Regions from separate parts of the Mus musculus genome. Here region 1 is linked to region 2. A link is a contact called in public promoter capture Hi-C data. All regions are on one chromosome and are shown on one strand. The core of a region is the stretch at or near the end of the contact, and the rest is flanking DNA. Distances in the headings are between cores, read along the strand shown.

Evidence for each region. Capture Hi-C pulls out chosen DNA fragments and counts their contacts.
Region 1: a contact with region 2 is called in a promoter capture Hi-C map of adipose tissue. The contact joins two enhancer-like sites. A contact is called at or near these places in 4 of 39 promoter capture datasets (the C10 cell line, hippocampal neurons, liver and 1 more), 1 of 484 Hi-C or Micro-C datasets (neural progenitor cells), 2 of 115 datasets of contacts at active chromatin or transcription factors (SST interneurons and heart atrium) and 3 of 9 other capture datasets (adipose tissue, liver and pancreatic islet).

The regions. Positions count from the first base shown.
Region 1 is chr3:37,844,993-37,848,474 of GRCm38.p6, reverse strand. It overlaps 4930556A17Rik (a long non-coding RNA gene), which reads right to left. Exons shown (of 3, transcript XR_880780.3): 3 at 175-371. Among named protein-coding and RNA genes, the nearest start is that of 4930556A17Rik, 19 kb to the right of the region's middle. Within about 2 kb of position 1,619, at least 81 of the 459 cell types and tissues checked have an H3K27ac peak or open chromatin away from gene starts, as enhancers often do. A contact at or near this core is called in adipose tissue and heart atrium, where this site is marked.
Region 2 is chr3:37,727,783-37,730,832 of GRCm38.p6, reverse strand. The region is part of intron 1 of Gm36620 (a long non-coding RNA gene); the gene reads right to left. Among named protein-coding and RNA genes, the nearest start is that of Gm5148, 4.9 kb to the right of the region's middle. Within about 2 kb of position 1,557, at least 96 of the 459 cell types and tissues checked have an H3K27ac peak or open chromatin away from gene starts, as enhancers often do. A contact at or near this core is called in adipose tissue and heart atrium, where this site is marked.

The DNA.
Region 1 (3,482 bases), core at 370-2,869, 120 kb before region 2:
CAGCGATGATCAAACTAAATAACATGGCCGATACTTCAGATATGAGGCTCTGAGTAACATCTAATGGGCCCATCTCTGTTAGCTAGTCTGGCATTTGTTACTATTAACTGCCTTTGTGTTCTAGATCAGGAGAGTTTGGAAATGTGGAAAATACAACGTCAAGAACAAAAGCCCTGACCCACATCAAGTGTGGTAGGTTTAATATCAAAACAGAAGGAAGTATAATGTCGAGAGCCAATCAAGTCTATGGGCTACGGAGATTAAAGAAAATGTGACATTAAGCCAGGCCCCTTGGTGATGGGACCTGAGCTGCTGACATGCTTCCATCCAGGGCTCTGCGCATGTGTCTCACTCACTCTTTGCAGCTGCATCTAGAGGAAAAGAAGAAAGACAATATTAATTTTATTTTTTCTCTCTGCTTCATAAGAAAAAAATGCTTGACCCATAGTAGTCATATTTTATAAAATCTCAAGAGAAATATGTGCCAGGAAATTAGACTTTATGAGAAGTTAATAAGTAGGTAGAAACATACAGAAGGTCCTGTTTATGTTATATGAATAGGCCATTTTTAGCATCCTTTAATAAGACAAAGGTTCAACTGAAAGAAGCCACTAGCATGTGTGCCTAACAGCAATAGGCACATAGTTTGTCTGTAATAAATGGTACCTGTTAGAGTTAGATCTCCACTATTAAACAGTTACCAGAGGTCATGGACTGTGTTCACCAAGCATGTAAATGAAGTTTGGTGATAAACTTGGTGTAATTAAACATTGTAAGTTCAAACGGTAATTTGTTTCCCAGTTTCTCAAGTCTTGTGGCAATAGATTTCCTGGTCTTTGATCCACAGAAGTCAGGCACGGCTGTAATCAGGATTAAGCATAACACACTTGTTACAATAGGGTTGGCGATGACTCTATGGGTAACTGCACCAGCACCAAGACTGACAGCCTGAATTTAATTCCCAGGATCTACATGATGGAAGGAGATAACCCACTCTTCTGACCTACAAACACACACGCACACACACACAAACACACACACACACACACACACACACAAGCGTGAACATCATGAACCAACCTCCCCCCCTTCATCTATCTTCAGCCAAACATCCTTCAGCCATTCCTGCCAACCTGTGCCCTTTTCCCTGAGTATCTCACTTCTTCCTGATCTCAGGCTGCTCCAGAGACATAATACAGTGAGAGTTACACACACACACACACACACACACACACACACACACACACACACACACACACACCATAAGGAGGAGTATTCCTTACCAAGAGACAACTCTCACAATCAATCACATTATCTAACCTGTCCACAATTTACTCCAAAATAAATGAAGAGCTGAGGGCCTTACTGAGATGGCTCTCAGGAGAAGTCATGACAAGCCTCCGTGAGAACGGTTCACACATTCATCTCTGGGGGACCAAGGCCCAGCTGTAGCCACATCACGGTAGGGCATGGTCTTCTTTCACTATGACTCCACACAAGTGACCCTCAGTGACCAGCAGATTGCAGATAGAAAGCTCCAGTGGCTAGCTGAGCCTGGCACCAAGCCTTTTACTCCCCTTACAAATATTAAACACCTTCCATGACTAGTGGCATTCTCAGACAGCTCCCACACAGCTGTAGCCAGCTGGGCTCAGCTGCAACTGGTCACAGAGTAAGGACCAGATGAGCCTTGTCCACTGAAAACGTGCAGACAGCAGAGCCCTGCACTGCTGAGAAAGCCATGGACCAAGAGGACCAAGAGGAGAGAGTGCATCTGAGGTACCCACATGCCCCTGCTCACATCCTGTAGAGCAGGTAGTCCCCAGAAACAGTGACTTTCTTGTGGCCTTGTTTTTCAGGGTTTCTTCTCAGTGAGGGAACATTTAGGAGGCACTGTGCTGTCCTTAGTTGCTTGTCTCTTTTTCCTCCATCCTAGGCTGTAAAACAGTCATGGAGAGTTAGGGCTCTGGAAAGTGACTTAACAGCTGTAGCTGCTAAGGCCAAGGGATGGAGCTTGCACAACAAGAGAAGGGCAAACTTTTCAACCCTCAGAAAACTGCTTAACATCTTAGAGCTAACACTGTCTTCCCAGTCTCCCATGTACAAGAAGACCTGACGACAACCTTAGGTCACAGTGCAAGTCCTGAGCCAAACAGAAAGTGGCTGCATGTCTTTGAGGTAAAGGCAGGAACAAGTCTGCCCACGTACTTCAATCCTGTTCTGCAGCAGGGTTGAGGTGACCTGTGTCCTGTGTGTTCCTGTCCATCTTTCCTGCTTCCACCCTGGGTCACACACACACACACACACACACACACACACACACACCTCTGTCAGTGAAACCTATAGATCATGTTTAAAGCGTCTAGAAACAGTAATTGAAGAACAGGAAAGACCCCTAATGTAAGGACTATTTAGATTGAAGAGTGTCTGTTAAAAGTGTCATCTCTACAGGCAACTCAAGATGCAGCCTCCTGTTTAACCACACAGACAGGATCACAGGGGGAAATTACCTCAACACGTTCCTATGAGAGCTCGGGCATGCCTCTGTCTTGACTCACTTTTTCCCAGTGTGCCTAAGTCCACTGAAGGTTTCTAAAGAGCTCCACAAAGTCTTGCCTCAGGCGCTGCCACCTGCTAACCATTTCGAGAGACAGTTCCATGCCCTGTTTGCAAGCCTACGTTTTCATTACTGAGAGCCAGTGCTCAGAGCATGGCAAAACAGTTTAGTTCATGATACCTCTAAAGATTATTTCCCACTGACAAATTTGGCCCCTGTCCAGAGGATCAGGAAGCTTCTGGAAGGAGTCTGCCTCAGGTTTGCCAAGTCTCCCCTGCTGGGCTAAAGACACCTATTAAAACTCCAGAAAGAGCAAACCTCAGGAGACCATGAAGCAGGGACTGTGGTCCCAAGCGTTTCGAAGTTTGAAATTAATCTGGCCTCCACTCCCTAAGTTCCAGTGCCAGAGGGAGTTTGTTTTGCAACTGTGAATTTCTCACTGTGAGACACATGGGTCCTGGTGAGATCACACAGTGTAACTGTGGCACTTCAGTGAAGCCAGCCAAGTTCAAATCCACTTGGCTTTCCTCTTCTCCCAACATCCTTAGTTCGCACCCGCAACCGTGGCACTAAGAGGTGTTTGTGCAACTCGGAAGTGAGTCTGAAGAATAGGTTCCATTGAAGACGTGCTCGTACTGGACTGAAAATTATAGACTTACAAGGCTTCAGGGAGACAGGAGTGAGAGTCATCTGTGGTTGAAACCCAATAGTCGTTCCTGCCTGGTCTGTGATTTTCTACAGTAATGGGAGTTTAGTCAGGAATTGGGCCATCTGAAACACTCTTACCTCCTAGTGTTTTTGAAGCCAGCTGTAGCCGTTTGTCTAACTTCTGGATATGAACTAAAATGATACTTACAATCTATGACACATGTTCTCAAAAGACAACTCCTTCCTTCTTCCATTCCCCGGAAACTGCTATACTAGA
Region 2 (3,050 bases), core at 308-2,807:
AACCAATTCTCTTATATAAATCGGTTTTTGTTACTTTTGTTGTTGGTTTGTTGTTGTTGTTGTTTGAGACAGGGTTTCTCTATGTAGTAACCTCGGCTGTCTTGGAACTCACTTTATAGCCCAGGCTGGCCTTGAACGCACCTGCCTCAATCTCCAGTGTGCTGGGATTAAAGGTGTATCACAATTGCTCAGTTAATGTAAATTGTTTTGTTTTGTTTTTTTAAACCAACTTAGTAAAGAAGAGCAAAGCTATATAAGCCATTAATTGCTTAATAAAGGCCACACAACCAAGAAATATTTTTTAAAGCTTTAATGAGGTATTTTGGCATTGTACAGTTAATTATTTAGATGATTTCAAAAAGTACTGACCTTCCAATAAAAATATTTAAATAATATTTTATACCCACTTGGTTTTGTGATTCTTAAACAGATAGAAATTCCTCTATGCGGGGAAGTCCCCTCAATCCCCACCAGCAAGCCCAACTGCTACAGAAAACTGTTAAAATGAAAAATCACTCAAATTGGGTTTCCAGGTTGGAGGAAAGACACCACCAGAGAGCCAGTCTGAGATTAGCAAATGAAAAAAAGTGTGTTGTAGAAAGAAGGCCAGGAACACAGTGTGGGGTGGTGCTGTGTCCATTCTCCCTTCAGTGCTATCAGGGTGGCCTCGGGATACCTGAGGTAGGGTATCAGACTTAAAAGGCCACTGCCCTGTGTTCACAGGGCTGAAGATCGCAGTGGCCTAAAACTGTCCCTGCTCCATGTCAAGAGTGTCTCATCCACAGCCAGAGAAAACACAATTCATTAAAACACTGTGGCGCATGCCTTTAATCCTAGCACTTGGGAGGCAGAGGCAGGCGGATTTCTGAGTTCGAGCCCAGCCTGGTCTACAGGGTGAGTTTCAGGACAGCCGGGGCTATACAGAGAAACCCTGTCTCAAAAAACATACATACATACATACATACATACATACATACATACATACATACATACATACACTGTCCCTGAGTGTATCTGCCTGATAGAAAGTCCACTGTTCTCCAAGCCCTCCTCTGAGGTGAGGCCCGCCATTACCCAGCCCTTCATTTGCCAAGGGTTCACCCACAATCGCCAGGATGTTCTGAGACACAGGGAAGCGGCAGGGTGGAGAGGATGCTCTAAGAAGGGGCTAAGTGGATATCAGTAATATAAAATCCAGTCTCATTTTGGGCTGGACTCCCATGGCTGCATGGGATGACAGAGGAAGGCTGGGGACAGCCAGAGACAGAGAAGGCCAGTCAGCTGCAGGATCCAAGGAAGCAACCCTAGGCACCAGCAAGAGCCTCAACCACCTTCCTTCCCTCCACAAGGAGCGACAGCAATTAGGAAATATTACTTGGGCTTGCAGGCTTCTGTCCTGGCCCAGTGAACCCACAGAGACGTCCCCACAAATTACTGGAAACTGCACTTTGAACTCAGGCTTTGGCAAGGAGCCCAGGCAAACAGAAATGTAGAAGTTCCCTTCCTCTGAGGCCCCCTGCACCAGGGTGTCCCACAGACAGGCCAGAGCCCATGGCAACAGGTTGGAATGAGGCCACACCAGTCAGGAAAACAAGCCTGAACCGGCGTCATTTCCTACTGCCTCTGCTATTTCTGTACAAGTGTTTTTTTTGTTTTGTTTTGTTGTGTTTTGTGTTTTGTTTTGTTTTGTTTTGTTTTGTTTTGTTTTGTTTGCTTCTTCTCCCTCATTTCGTTGTACTGGATGACACTCGCAGGTCCCATCAAGGGAAACACTGCCACCATTTTCAGAAAACACTTGTTTGCTCCCGAACACAACTCTAACAGCTACACCAGTAAGTAGTGTCCAGGGTTGGGTGCACCAGTAGCAAGGACAGAAATGGGCCTGGCAAAGGCTTAGCAACTGCCAAGAACCCCGAAGACAAGCTTGTAAACTCTGCCACTGACAGGGTTACAGAGGTTTTTCTGCCCACCAGACTTCTCCACATGCTGTTAAAACAAATCAGCAATAACCAGCCCAGAATGAGCCACCTCAGCAACACAGGTCTCAAACCTGTTCCTGCTTCTTCTTCTTCAGAAGAAGCAATCAGATGCTGCTGTTATGTGTCACCCTAAGAACAGAACCATTTGGACAAACAAAACAACCAAGGCAGGACAAACCTAAGAGGCCAAAGCCAGACAGATAAAGCTAAGGGTTACACAGCTGGAGCAGCAGGGCCCCTTCCAGCTTCAGGGCTTCGAGGCAACTTCCCCAGGGATGCCAAGACCTGTGTCAGGAGAGGAAACAGACTGTTCAAAGTAGGGTTCTGCCAGACCGAGCATTCCTTCAAGACTGACTGGAAAGCCAGCAAGACCTCACTCACCTTAACCCTTCTCTCACATGCCACTCTACCCTATGTCTGTACTGCTTCATGCACAACATGTGGCCAGAGGAGTGACCACTTACCATATCGCTGTAAAGAAAAATATCCAGAGGGTATCTTTTTAAGCTCCACGTTTCCTCTAGAGACACAGTGTTTCCTAGAACTGCTCACTCCATCCCTCAGCCCACAGCTTCCTCTTTTCCCCACTCGTTGACCTGCGACTCACCCAGTTCTATAATAATTAACAGTTGATGAACAGCACACAATTCATACAGGTCTGTGTTTAACAAAGTGGAAGATGGTCCTGCCTGTGTGTCCATGAGGGTGAAGCCTGAGGGTCAGTCTTGAGTGTCACTTGTCAGGAGCCCTCCTGTTGTTGAGCCATGGTCTATCATTGGGCTGGGGTCACCATCTTAGCAAGGCTGGCCTGCAGTGAGCCACATGGCTATCCCCTGCCTCTCTCTCCTTAGCATTGAGACTACAAGTGCCCCACTGTACCTGCCTTTCTTTCTTTTTGGGGGGGGGGGGTGGGGTTGAGACAGGGTTTCTCTGTGTAGCCCTGGCTGTCCTGGAACTCACTTTGTAGACCAGGCTAGCCTAGAACTCAGAAATCTGCCTGCCTCTGCCTCCCAAGAGCTATGTACCTGCCTTTCTTGACATAGGTTGTAGGTCCTGGGGCTCGAATTCAGG